2 separate regions of the Oryza sativa genome follow, and region 2 is linked to region 1. A link is a contact called in public HiCAR-type data. All regions are on one chromosome and are shown on one strand. Each heading gives the region's core, a stretch centred on a gene start, on an enhancer-like site or on the middle of the called end of the contact. The rest is flanking DNA. Distances are from core to core; before and after follow the strand shown.

Evidence for each region. HiCAR-type assays count read pairs that join an accessible place to other places.
Region 2: a HiCAR-type map of leaf shows a contact between it and region 1, with 2.6 times the contacts expected there. The contact joins the promoter of LOC4324829 here to the promoter of LOC4324856 in region 1. A contact is called at or near these places in 1 of 15 Hi-C or Micro-C datasets (leaf) and 1 of 4 datasets of contacts at active chromatin or transcription factors (leaf).

The regions. Positions count from the first base shown.
Region 1 is chr1:37,091,383-37,098,588 of ASM3414082v1, forward strand. LOC4324856 (ras-related protein Rab2BV) reads right to left here and starts at 4,286. Exons shown (of 2, transcript XM_015769471.3): 1 at 3,888-4,286; 2 at 1,707-2,494. The coding sequence starts at 4,052. The coding sequence ends at 2,009.
Region 2 is chr1:37,568,146-37,575,351 of ASM3414082v1, forward strand. It overlaps LOC4324829 (nematode resistance protein-like HSPRO1), which reads right to left and starts at 3,418. Exons shown (of 1, transcript XM_015782520.3): 1 at 1-3,418. The coding sequence starts at 3,296. The coding sequence ends at 1,872.

The DNA of each region.
Region 1 (7,206 bases), core at 3,036-5,535:
GGATCAGAAAGCAACCAACCGAAGAAAATTTGTTTGGTGATAGAGTGGAACGGATGGGCTGTTTCAGAGTTCACTGTAACTCCGGACCAGAATACAAGAACGGCTCCCATCAATTATTTCTTCACCAGACAGAAGAACACTGCAAATATGGTTGTTAGTTCCCGCTACTAGGAGCAAAGTCAATAATATAGCCCGCTGTCGGCTCTTAAAAAATAGCCACATCATTTATAGCATAGCTCATGCTTACAATAGAACTACTATAACACAATTATTTTATTATCTTTGTGGGACCCGCCATCTTGCCTTATCTCATTCTCTTTCTTCCTCCTACCCCTTCTGTTTCTGTGTTCGTCTTGCCTGTGGCCTGAGCGTGCGGTAGTTGGAGATGGGCACTTGGGCTTGGGCAGATGGCCATGCGACGGATACGGAACTACGGGAGACGCCGGTGGCCGTGTAGAACGAGGGCATCATGCGACGGACGCGGGAGACGACGACGGCTCAACGACCGCGGCGGCGCGGCCACGGTCGTGGCTGGTGAGGGCCACGACCAAGGCTGAAGCAAGTGATGGTGACAACGTGATGGCAGTGGCCGGATGATGGTCACAGCTGCGGCGAACGCAGCGACGACGACTGCTGCGGCCGCGATGGACGAGAGCCACGGTTGAGGATGCAAGCGATGGCAACGGCGACGGCCGGGGTAGACGAGGGCCACAGTTGCGGCGGACGCGGCGACGACGACGGCTGCGGCCGCGGTGGACGAGAGCCACGGCAGAGGATGCAAGCGATGGCGGCGGCACGACGGCGACGGAGGCGGCCACAGGGGGATGAGGACGCCTGCGGACGCAGGTGAGGGTGGCGGCGTCGGCGGACGCAGGCGGACGACAGCGGCGGCGCCGACGGACGCAGGTGAGGGCGACGGCGCCGAGAGATGCATTTGACGGTGGCGGCGCCGGCAGATGTAGGCGGATGACAGCGGCGACGCCGAGAGACGCAGGCGGACGACAGTGGCGGCGTCGGCGGACGCAGGTGAGGCGGCGACGTCGAGAGACGCAGGTGAGGGCGGCGGCGCCAGCGGACGACATCGACGGACGCAGGCAACAGCTGTGGCAACGAGGGCGGCATATCCCGACGGATGCGGTCCCACGACCTTGGGCCGTGCGTAGAGCCGGGCGACTAATTAGTCACCCGTTCGTTCTCTCTCTTCCCCCCTCTCTCCTCCACGTCACCGAAAAATCCGACGTGGACATCCTATCGTCGTTTATTGTACCGCTATAAGGGCATCCAAAATGTACTACAAAATAGTCCATAGGGAATAATCTATTCCATTCAGCCATCTAGTAATATTGTGCAACTAGTCCATTAAAGGAAATAGCAAAAGATATCCATATGCATATGGACTACCTATATGACATAAATAATATTATCCATCTTTACCTCTCTCTCTTCTCCTAATGTTACATTGTATCCATATACATTGTGATTGCTATAGTTAAAGTTTATTTATATGAATCCTATCTATATAGACCATTTTTGCCATATACATTGGTGATGCACTAACACCGGCAATGCTGATATGTTGCGGCTTGTAGCTAGCCTAGGCTTCTAGACTACCCATCTAACAGCACATCTAGACTGTAGTATAAATGAGTACAATGAATACAGACGAAACTAGTGCTGTTCCATTCGGACGGAACTGGAAAGCAAAATTGTGCTGGAAAGAATATTTTGTTACTAGGAAAGAATCAGTGTTACATAGTACAATGCTCTTCAATTCCCCCAAAGTATACAAGCGGATGCCATGGTAAGTTAATTCATAAATACAAAATGGAAATGTTTTGATTCAGGCAGGTTATAGTGTACGGTAGAAATGTTCCTTGTGATAAGGAGTACCAGTCATGGGCTTCGGTATGAGAAGACAGATTATGTGAAACCAGTATTAGCCTATTTGGTTCTGCAGTTCTGCAAAAACAAACGCTTCGAAAGATCTTTTCCTTTAGAAAAGTCTTTTTTAACTAGAACAGCAAGAACCTTTTGTGGCGGCTGGAGCTTCAGCAACGTTGATCGTAGTTCCTTGCATGGAACGCCCATTTGTAGACGCGGATTCCTGAGCTGCAAGTGCTTTCTTGCTTACAATCTGGTGAATTTCACTCAATACAGTATGGAATGCTTTCTCCACATTAATCGCTTCCAGAGCAGACGTCTCAAGGAAGGAGAGACCTTCTTTCTCAGAGAACGCATGGCCATCTTCCTCGGGGACTGATCGTAGATGGTTTAAGTCAGACTTGTTTCCGACCATCATGACAACAATGTTGGCGTCTGCATGGTCCCGGAGCTCCCGCAGCCACCTCTGAACATTGTCGAAGGTTTGCCTCTTTGTTATGTCGAATACAAGAAGTGCTCCAACTGCACCCCTGTAATAAGCACTCGTGATTGCACGGTATCTCTCTTGACCTGCCGTGTCCCATATCTGAGCCTTGATAGTCTTCCCTTCTATCTGTCTCAAGACAATAGTAGACTTTTACTGAGATGAACTGTAGACACGTATGGCTTCAGCATAATCATAAACAGAGAAAAATGGATAGCATTCCAGATCTATGATTGGCAATAACAATTATGGTGACTTTAACATGATGAAAATGTCTTCATGACAATATACAAACAAATCAGTACTAAGAACAATATATTTTTTTCTTTGATTGGACATGGGAAGATCTATGGTTGAAGGGTATATATCAATTGATTAATCAACAAATATAGTTATACCACACTAACATTGGTGGCAACTACAAACTGCACTGCAATCCCAATTACTGAATGCTGATTGAAGAATTGTGTCACAGGCTTACAAGATTCTTTAAAAATTTGGGTTAAAGTTTAACCCATGTTATTCTTTTCCATTTACTGATGTATATGTATTAAAAGCTGAAATGCTGCAAAAAGAAAGTGATGGCGTGCTAGAAACAAAAAAAAATCACTTAAAATGTTTGATCAAACAAAAAGTAATAGATATAACCTTCTTTGTCTAATTATTGATACTCTCAGAAGAGGATCAGGAAGGACAAAACAGAGCATAATGACATGGTTGTGCTCAAGGAATGTAAGGACTGAGAAAAAAAAAACAAAAAAGACATTTCCAGCCTTATAATAACTGCACATAAATGGTATGGAAGTGATGAAGTCATCTGAATGCAATTAATTCAGAGACAATACAATGATCAGTGCTATGCCAACCAAACGGAGAAGATGGTCATACTAGTCAATCTATGTTGCCCACAACAGCTATTATGCATTAGGATTATGAATCCGGCAGGGATTGACATAACCTCTTTGACGAAATTGACGTTGGAAGGCCAGCATATTGGTGCGGTAGCATTTTTCCTCCAATGTAGTATAAAAGTATGATGAATCTACTCGTATTTTTGGCATTTCTTAACATAATGTACTTTTGGCATATAATCTACTCTCGTATTTGCATTGCTAGGAAGGACCAAGAGGGAACAAAATGCCTGCATGAATAGGATTGCTCGAAAGAATTGACAATCTAGTGTTAACCTAGAAATGACACGTATATCCGTTCTCTAATCTCTATCATCTCCAACACAAGGAACTCGCGAAAACATAAAAGAAATATGCGCGGCATTACCACCGGTACCATCACCGCGATATCATGCAAACAAACAAAGTGCCGTATTGCCATTGTCAGCCCAATCACGCGACCATAAAAATCCTGTGGGTGTCCGAGTCTGCAGTCATGGATCCGGGATCTCAATTCCTAACGCACAAGAACCCGACGCGACATCACGACGCGCGCCAATCGCAAAATTGTACAAGCAAGCAAGGGGATCAGGGGGGGGGGGGGGGCGGGTGGGCGTCGCGTACGCGGGTACCTGCAGGGTGCGGGTGGCGAACTCGACGCCGATGGTGGACTTGGACTCGAGGAAGAACTCGTTGCGGGTGAAGCGGGAGAGGATGTTGGACTTGCCGACGCCGGAATCGCCGATGAGGACGATCTTGAACAGGTAGTCGTACTCGTTGTCCACCCGGTGCGCCATGATCTCCCCCTCCCGCCTCCCCTCACGTCCCGAATCTGGAACGAACGAAAATCTCCCCTCCGATCCTCGCCTCCTGACCCTCTCGGTTCGTGCGCCTGGGGGAATGGAGGTTTGAAACGGTGGGGGCAGAGGGCAGGCAGATCCGAGGGGGAGGAGAGAGAGAGAGGGGGGGGGGGACGAGGCTCGCGCTCGCTCTGCGCTGGCGCGGCTTGTTGTTGTTGGTGGTCGCGTCTCGGCCAGCCAATCGACGGCTGGCGCGGCGTTTTGTCCCTGGCTGGGGCGGGCTTGCCAGATCTGGGGAATGTGGCCATGTGGTGTGCGTGGTCGCCGTGGTCGGTGGCCGCGTGTATCACCTGCCTCGTCGGTTTGGTTCGTGGGCTTGATGAGTTGGTTATGTGGGCTTATCTATGGGTCACCACCTCGGCCTCGACGGCCTGCTCGTGCGGAAAGTATGGGGTCGGGGCGGCTTCACGGCTCGGCCCAATGCAAGCATTTCACACCATGCAGATATATACAGTTTCGTTTTTTTCGATAGATGAATACTTTCTGGAACACAATATTTTCTTTCCCACATATGCAAGCATTCACACATACTGACATGCAAACACTATTACACTGTCACCACTAACGTTACATACACGTGGCCACGTGGGTGCAACCTAGCAGTAGCAACACGTCTAAACGTGAGAGGTTAGCCTCATGCATGTAGCAAATAGCATAGGTACCCTCTTTTTTCACTAACACGCTAAAAGAAATACACGTCAATATAATAGAAGAAGACGGAGTTTAGTTACACAATGCAAAACGTCTAGAAGGGTGTTGCAGGGGGGACAGGGGAAGAAAAAATCGAAAAAGGAAAAAAGTGACAAGGGGAAAGGTTACTTAAAAACAAAAAACTCCTATAGCGAGGGATGGTAGAGGAGTAGCCCCACTATATTCCTAGAAAGCCCCCAAAAGCAGTACCACTAGCAGATGATCACAGACGGCCTTCCTAAAAGACAGACTCCAACACTACTGAAACCAACGAGAGAGAGAGAGAGAGAGAGAGAGAGAGAGAGAGAGAGAGAAATCGAACACCCCAGAGTTTCACTCCTTCCACAGCTGCCAAGATATCGGGAGTACAAGGGAGCTGAAACCCTTATGAGGTGCTCTGACAAGCAGGCCCTAGTAGTCGGCCACCAGACCTAGAGTGAGCAACCACGGGAGGGGACAAGGTCAGGCTAGCCAGGAGGAGACAGAACATGATGCCAGACCTGGTGAGCGAAAACACAATCAAGTAGGATGTGATTCACCGTCTCCATTTCTTGGGCACGGAGGGGACAGACTGAGTGGCTGTCAATACCACGCTTTAGAAGAAGGTTGGTCATCCAGCGGCACTTTTGGAACGCAAGCTACAGGAAAAGCTTACACTTAGCAGGGCCTTTAGCCTGACAAAGTAGATTGGCGCAAGCAAAGGAGTGTTGGCCGAGGAAAAATGTCTGGTAAGCCAAGTAACACCAATCGCTTGTCCAACGCTAAGAGCTGGACACAAAACACCGTGTCCCAGATCACGAGGAATTGGGAAATGATAGGGACCGTGAGAACGCCACGGATGTCCCCCACCCATAAGTTGTTAGAGAGAGCAGAGGTGATTGTGCGCGATGCCCGGAGATGTGGTGGCACGGCAAGGAGGAGGCCAGGCACCAAGGAGGCCACCGAGCGACCCTCAATCCATTGGTTTCTCTAAAAGAGAGACGTGTCGTTCCCTGGCACGAAGAAGATGAACGACGCAGACATATCTCTCGAGGGGGCCTTCAGGTCAGCCCAATAGAGGTGGCCTGAGCGCTGAAGCCAGAGCTAGCGAAGGTGAAGAATGAAGCCACAAGTCCACAATACCCAAACCACCGATAGCTCTGGGGCGACAAACACTCGTCCAAGACATAATGCATCGTCCTCCCTGAACTGCATCCATACCCGTCCACTGGAAAGCGCGACATTTCTTATCTATGGCATTGACAACCCAGCCTGGCGAACTAACTGCCATAGACACATGGACCGGAATAGAAGATAGCATGGACTGAATCAGCACAGAACGATCCCGACCCATCTAGGGAGAAAGTCGGTGAGAAATGGCATCACATATTTAAAAATTGGAGACAGAGCAGAGTAGGGGAAGGAACTCTGGACCAGGGAAATATGTGATGCCATTTGACGTTTTATAGACGTTCGATTATTCATCATATTAAAAGAATTGTGAAAAATATGTAAAAACACGGGTTATGCTTCAGCATGTACCTTTACTGATAAAATAAATCACAATAAAATAAATAGTAGACATATAGTTTTTTTAATAAGGTGATATGTCCAATACTCAATAGCGTTTGTATTACTACCTCCATTTCATATTACAGTTAGTTTTGATTTTTTTTCTAAGTCATAATTCTTTACGTTGACCATATTTATAGAAAAATATAAAAATATTATGGACATAAAACAAAGAAACTATCAAAATATATTCATTGTTAGATTTAGTAAAATTAATTTGGTGCTATAAATATTGTTGCATTTCTACTTTCAAAAAGTTTGACTTAAAAAAAGTCACATCGACTTATAATATGAACTCGGAGGAAGTATGTATCAAAATGGGCATGAATATTGATTTAGCTTCGAACCAACCCAATGACTATTACTTCCTCTGTCTCAAAATGTTGCTATCTAAGATAGGATTTGACCTATTCTAGGACAATGAATCTGGACATAACCTCTGTCTAGATTTGTTGTTTTAGGATATGTCAAATTCCATCCAAGATAGAACATTTTTGGATGGAGGAAGTACTATTCAAACTGTCAATGGATTGATAATTTTTTATCAATCCAAAACAGTCATTAATCCCCTTAAAACTTCACATCCTTATCCCATCTACACTCCTGGTCATGTTTAAAGATAACACTTATCAGCCTCTCCTTCTAAATTATCTTTTCGTCCGGATAATTCAGCCCATCCAGATAGACCGTCGCTCTCAGACAGACTCAATCTAAGCCTAGCTAGAAAAACTAGGCAGAGCCCTCAGCCTGCTATTGATTACCACTTACCAGCCCGATTTGGGCCAACAACGCCCCGAATCGGTTCGAACAGGTGGCACCTTTCCACGACACCTTGCTGCTGCTTATCCAG
Region 2 (7,206 bases), core at 2,168-4,667, 480 kb after region 1:
TGAGGGGTGAGTAGACTAGCATGTGGGGTCCATGTGGTCCCCATCATTTTTTATTAGTTTGTGTGTGAAACTGGCATGTGAGTCCCATTGGTTTTATTATTTTTTCGGATCAAACTGCCACGTAAGTGTCACGTCAACGCCACTTTAGATGAAGACCGAGTCAAACTAGCCACGTCAGCCAAAACCGCTGTAAACCACCGAGGGATCTCATTTGCACCGGTTTTGATAGTTGAGGATCTGTTATATCTGGTTTTCTGGTTGAAGGATGAAAATCGGATTCATTGACAAGTTAAGGGACTTCAGATGAACTTATTCCTTCAATTTCGTCGGCATCGTGAGTCATGATGTTGCTGTTGGACATGCTGGCATGTAGGCCCAATAAATTAGGCCTTACCGTCAGAAATGGCCCATATGCCCTTTTGATCTCCTTTCCTTCGTACTAGGCCTTTTTGGTTCATCAAAGATGGCAGGGAGATTTCTAAAAGTAATACTATATGACAGAGGGATGAAAGGTGCTTCGTTCTACACACGTAGATACGTTTAAGGTTGGCGACGACGCTTGCGGAGAGTTTTTGGGAGTACCTTGAAATGAATGGGCGCATGTTGATGGTGTGTTTGCAAGTGTGCCTTTTATGCAGTAATTGAGAAAAGAAAAGGTTATAATCCTTTGAATGTTGATATAGTGTTTTGCTTTTTCTTTTTTTTTTACGACCACTACATGAATAGACAACTCATGTTGTATTTGTATGCCCATTTGCATGCTGATGGTGTTCATCTCCCTTTCCGGCTAGTGCAATCCGAGGAATTATACCCAGCTGCGCAGATACAATGGATTTGCGTGCAATCGCCCACTGGTTTAGCCATTTGGGTCGTCCTACCGAGGAACTCAGACTGCCTCTGACTGGGAGGCATGTGCTGGTGACGCGGTCTCGACGAATACATGTTGCCCAGTGCACCTGCCGGGATGATCTGGACAAAATGGTGGTCTAGCTAGTTCATATCTAGTTGGACTTGGACCGGTTCTTTGAACGTAAGGAACGGCGAAATTGTGTCTAACACGTCTAGATTCTAGAAGCAGCCTACTTAATTTGAACCTTCCTTAACCCTTCCTGTAGTAGTTGGCATGTTAGTCAGTTAGATAAGCTGTAAAAATGCGGTTGTATAGCTTCAGTACAATGATCTTTGGCTGAATGCTGTTTTTTTCCTCTATGGTCTACCTTATCGGTTTTGTGATGTCCGGATTAGTCGCTGGAATTTCTTCCTTTTTTTTTCTCTGTTGATGAGGGGGTAATTGATTGTTCTTCCAAATCTGTCATGTGCAAGTATTACATAAACAGCTCGGTCGTTACTTTTAGTTGCATACTCTAACTCATGTCCATATATACCAAGTCCGCTCAAATCTTCTATTAGGACATGGTCAGCTTAAGTCTCAAAAGATGGCCTGAGCCACATCCTCTTGATTTGATTCATCACCAGGATTACATTTATAGAGCATTGCTGTAACTAGGTATATAAACATATATAAAAAATACTACTATCTGATTAGGAAATAATTTTTCCTTTGAAACAATTCGTAGTACATCAAACATTATCAATATCGGACACATAATCCATTGAAACATATTTACAGAGCATTATATACATCATCAGTACTCTAATTGAAATATATGATCCTAGATCATTTTCCCGTTACCATCTAGTAATCAAATCTAAACCAAAATGTCTCCCAATAAAACATTTACTCGAACTGAAAGATGAACGCGACCACTACCCTACAGAAATAAATCATAAATGTATTAAATGTATCATCAACCTTGAAAGACTGCAAAATTCAGGGTCCGGCGGCATCCATCCGCCACTATTTCCGCCGCTCAGCTTCGCCTGGACGAAGCAGAGTCACCGTCACCGGCCATCCGCCGTACCCAGTAGTCGGCCAAGAACGTCTTGGCGGCGTCGAGGCTGGGGAAGTAGGGCGGCTCGAGGAACATCTGCGCCAGGGGGTCCATCTCCTCCGCCGGCGAGAACAGCGCGCGGTTGGTCGACGACTCCGCGGTGCCCATCACCGCCGCCACGAGCTGCCGGTACGCGAAGAAGAACCTCCTCACCGCCGCCTCCACGGCCTGGAACGCCTGCAGCAGCTCCACCTTGCCGGCCTCCTCGCCCTCGCCGCGCCGCCGGCTGTGGAACAGCCTCATGGCTGCCTCCTGCACCCTCGGCCCGCCGTTGGGGTCCACCTCGACGCCAAGCACACATGGCACACGCTTCTTGAGGTCCCTCGTGGCGTTAGCGACGTGCAGCAGCGCCCTGGAGCGGAAGCAGGAGGACGCGTCGGAGCCCGGTGCCGCCCGTATTGCGAGCTGGCTCTTGAGCCGCAGGAAGTCGTCCGGGTCCATCAGCAGGTGCAGGTCCTCGACGTCGGCGAGCAGCTTCCAGACGCGTTCCAGGATCCAGCAGTCGCTCGCCGCGGCCTCCCAGTTTCTTGCTTCGATCCGGTTGTTTAGGCGGGTGAGAAGCTGTGAGGCCGCGCACAGCCAGGACTCGAGTATCTGGTGGATAGTGAACAGCGCCTCGTTCTCCTTGTTGCGGTAGCCGGTCTTGGGCTCCGGCGCGATCTTCGCCTTGAGGGCGTGCAGCTCGTGCGGCCTCACGACGCGGTCGTACTCGAGCACCGGCTTGCCGGCGAGGTTGGGCTCGCCGAGGCCGAGGGTGAACACGCAGCCCTGCATCTGGCTCTCGATGGCGTACTTGATCCTGGCCGCCACGGTCTCGGACTTGTCCCAAGCGGCGAGCCGCGGGAGCAGGCTGGCCTCGCTGACCTGGCACACCACCGCGGCGGCGCTACCGGGAATCTTCCACACCTCAGACGCGCTCCGCTCCCGCGGGAGCACGCCTTTGGACGCGCTCAGCTCGGCCAGCGGCGGGCACTGCTCGCCCTCGCAGAGCGCGGCCACCAGCTCCACCTCCCTTGCCGCGAGCGCCTCCAGCCGCCGCGCGAGCTCGCGGCGGCTGGCGTAGCCCCGCGGGTCGGAGAGCGCGACGGAGATGAAGCGGAAGGTGATCTCCAGCGCCTGCAGCGCCGGCTTGACGAGGCCCTCGTCGGCCCACTCCGGACAGCACCTATCCTTCCACAGCCTTGCGAGCTCCGGAAGCCGCAGGTACTGCTCGTACTCCTCGACCGCCGTATCGTCCTGCACCCTCAGAGGCGCAGCCACCGCCCCCGACGACGACGAGGAGGACGCGCGCTGCTTATCTTCCGGCCGCACCGGCGATACAGGGGACAGCTTGGGCGTTGCCATCTCCGCGCTCCAGTTGAGTTGAACTCTCCCTCGATATGATCAGCGTCTAGTTTGAATTTTCCAACTGTATACTCCCTCCAGTTATCGATCGCTAATCCTCGCTTGTCTTTGAGTTTGGCCTCGAGAATTAGCAGATGAGTCGTCTTTATATACTGCTGCGCTAGGTGGAAGTGGAGTATTACAGCTGTACAAGGGGAGCGTGCCAGCATGGCGTGTGGGCCACGCTGCTGCAGCGTGATTCGAAATTCAATTTTGGAAACCGCGGGTGGGCCGGGCCCTGTGCCTGTGGCTGGCGTTCGCAGAGAAAGGCAATAAATAATCGTGCAAAGTGAGAAAAGAAAGAGATCTTGAGCTTATCCGGATGAAGGAGAGGTGACCTCTAGTTGTGTGAACTGTGAACGGCGGATGCGCTCGTGGCCTCGTGATGTCCAGGTCGTCGTGAATCGCGATGTTCTCTTGCGTTGGGGCAGCTCACGCCGACGTTGTATTCGATGTAATGCTTAACGCGGACATCTCTATCCGTTGCGCACTTGCGTTGCCCACCCTAGGTAGGCCGGCACGAACGAGGTTCGCTGAATGGATAAACGGCGTCTCTGTTTCTCTCGCTAGTCTCGTAAAAGAATACTATCAAATGAAAACTTCGTTCGCTTGCCCTACTTTGCTTGTGGTTTATACTTGTGGATGATTCTATATTGGAATACTAGTTCCCGAAGCGAACGGCGCAGCATGTATGATGATTTTGGGTCGGCAATATCGTCAATGAACGACGTCGTAGCTCTGTTATTTTCCTATATGTTATTCCATATCGTGAGCGTACGTAACTTTCATCGAAAGGCTTTTGCAGTTTCGCCCCGCCCGGCTTTCGGTAGTGATAGATATCTAGGATAGGCAGTTGACCTCAACTGAGTTTTCCCTCTTCGGTTTATTTAGCACCAAACGTTCTTGTCAACCAATTTTGTAATATGTAGTGAGCGTTTAAAGTTGTCTTTCTGAGCTTTCTCCTTATCTTCTCGGGTTGTTGAGCACGTAAGAATACAAATACAACCAATCTAGACTGCATGCTATGGCCTTCTTTACACTATACTCAAAACGACTGTGTGATACCACTTATAGACGGGGTCGACAGTTCTAAACCATAAATTAAGCACGGTCGGTGGAAATAATCCCATATGCACTACACAATTACTACTTCACTTACTGTGAACTTTCGGTTATACTGACGCCTAAGTATCTCTCTCCTAATTATCTCAGCAAAAAAGTTGTCTTGTCGTAACGCACTAAACCAAGCCCAAGTAGGCAGCAGCTCGTGTAGTCGTGTGTCTATTGGCTAGTGCGAAACAACCGGATCAATTTCAGTAGGGCGTCGCAATGCAATGCTGATACGACGTGCACCTAGCCCATCACCCACGCTCAAATTCCACCGTCACCCACGCTCAAATTCCACCAGCGGGTCGATCGCCGCCGCGACCGAAAATTCAGCGGTCGTGGCGTGGATTTGCCGGACGACCGCCCGCCCGGCCGTCCGCGAGCGCTGCCGAACTTTGACGGCGTACGCGCCGAGACACCGCGCGGCCCTGCTCCCCAGCCTCCTACTAGTCAGAACCGGCAGTAGCCGAAGCAACCAAGAAGGTTGGGTGGATATGCGTAATGCGTTGATTTGGGAGGGAAGCGCCGTGTTTTGCCATGTGTCGCCTTGCTATTCGCGGTGCTTATCGCTCGAGTGGATTTTCATATTGGTTGACCTAGTATATTCCACGACGACCTGTGCTGTTTAGTTAGTGGCGTAAATTAATTCAATTTTGGAGGATTGGTATTTTCGCGATAAGTACGAATGCGTTTTTTTTTTTAAGTTGACCGGAGGAATGGGAGGTTGAGAATAGGTTTTTGTGCATATCCAGGAGAGATGGAGATCGATACAGGCTAGCTGGGGACGGGTTGAGGCTTTTTAGCTGAAGAAGACGTGCTCGTACGCGAGATGAAAAGCATGTAAGGTCGGCAGATTACCTGCCTAAGTTACCCTGTGCGACAGAGCATATGACGTGCACCGACTGATTTTGTTCAGTTACGCAACGTTTCAGTATACATAACTGTGCATGCGAGTTCAAATGATTACCTCAAACGTATAGAGACATCATATGGTATTTGTTTTCAAGGGATTAGTTTACTCAATGAAGGAAACGGGCATGCGAAAAATTCAGATCGGTTTCTCTCTGACTCCGAGAGTACTCGCCTCTCAACCCATGAACCGCGAACAGCCGCTACAACTGCATTGTGGATAACATTGACCCCTCTTTATACCGAGGGTGGTGCATGATCCCAACTGGCAACGAGCGTGCTCGTGCATGTGCATGAACCCGCCATTAAAACCCGTCACGGTCGTTTCGTCGAGGGCCATAATTCGTGCATCAACGGCTGGGCTCCGGCGCGTGAGTCGTGACGTCTGGGAAGGGAGGCCGGGTCCATGCCGATACGGGGCCAAGATTATGGCCACCAATAACATCTCATCATGATTTCCGGATAAGAGCTTACGAAGGTAGTAGTAGCTGACCAGCCGGCCTCCGACGCCTCCCTTCCTTGCCGCCTGCGCGCTAGTACGAATAACGAATGGACAAGGACGACCGGCCGGTAAACGTCCACGACCCGATCCGAGTATCTGACCAATCCGTCACCAGGATTAGCTCGTTAAGTTTCTAGGCGGACAAGACTTTCACGCAAACGCACGTCCGTCGCTGTCGTGAAAAAGAGCTCTCGATCTCCCAAGAAAACCGATCCGATCGCGGCCCCGGTGTCCCGTACGTCGATCACTCGATCACCGATCGAGGGCGACGTGTCTAGGCTGAGGGGAGACAGGGACGCCCCGCCACGAGCGAGGAGGCGCGCGCCTCGCCGGTTAACCCGCTGTTGCCGGACGCGACGCACGCCGGCACACGCGGGTGACAGCTAGCGGTTGGCGAGCGTTCTCACGAGTTTACCCCGGTCCGCGACTCCGAGGGTGCGTGCTGTGCATGAGCCGATGCGCGTCGGCTGCACAGCGCAGCGTAGTGGTGCGGTGTGACCGACTGGCGTACTTGTGCTGGCGACGGCGGCAACTGGGGTTGGGATTGGATTGCGCCGGTGCAAACGCGACATTCGTTTTCTCCGTTCCGTCCCCTAGCCGACGCGCCTTCTCGTGATGCGGGATCTGGGTCGGACGAAGGAAAGAAGGCTAACGACAGAAGTTCGGCGGTGTGTGTGTGGGGCACAAGGGCTTTCAGTTTTCGGCGTTCCAGATAAGGGGAGGCCTCGTCGCACATGGCGTGCCGCACGGGCCGCGGCGCACTACGGGATTAGACGAGGCCCATCATGTGCGATGCCCAGCTCGGCCATATGCTGCGAGGGGGCATCGGTCATCGGTGCGCGCCGGCTGAGATGACCAAGCCGACGAGCTGGCAACCGTTTCACCGTACATGGCAGCTCATGATCTTATCTGGTTTGATTTGAAGACTAGTCCAATTCGCACGGTACTGTATTGCGTAGGGTACTATGAAAATCATTGGTTTATGCTTCCAAGCAGACATTACGTCGAGTATCTACCCTTAGTTTCAGACATCACTGAAGCCATTTTTACTACACCAAGGTTCACAATTTCGTTTAGGGTCAAAATACAAGCCCATTGATATGAAGAATTTCGATAAAGGATTTTATAAAACCAAGTGGTTCCGGGAGCTTCGAATTACGGAAGAAATTCAAATAGAATTGTGCACCCTAGCTCAAGCTAAAAAGTCAGGTTTGAGCCTAGTCCCAACCTAAAAGACCAAGCCGAAGCTAAGTCCAAACACCTTTTTTTTTAATAAGTTCACTTTGAGTCCCTTAACTAGTGATCAAATCTAATTCGTATCCTTAAACCACAATATCTTGACCTCCAACTATT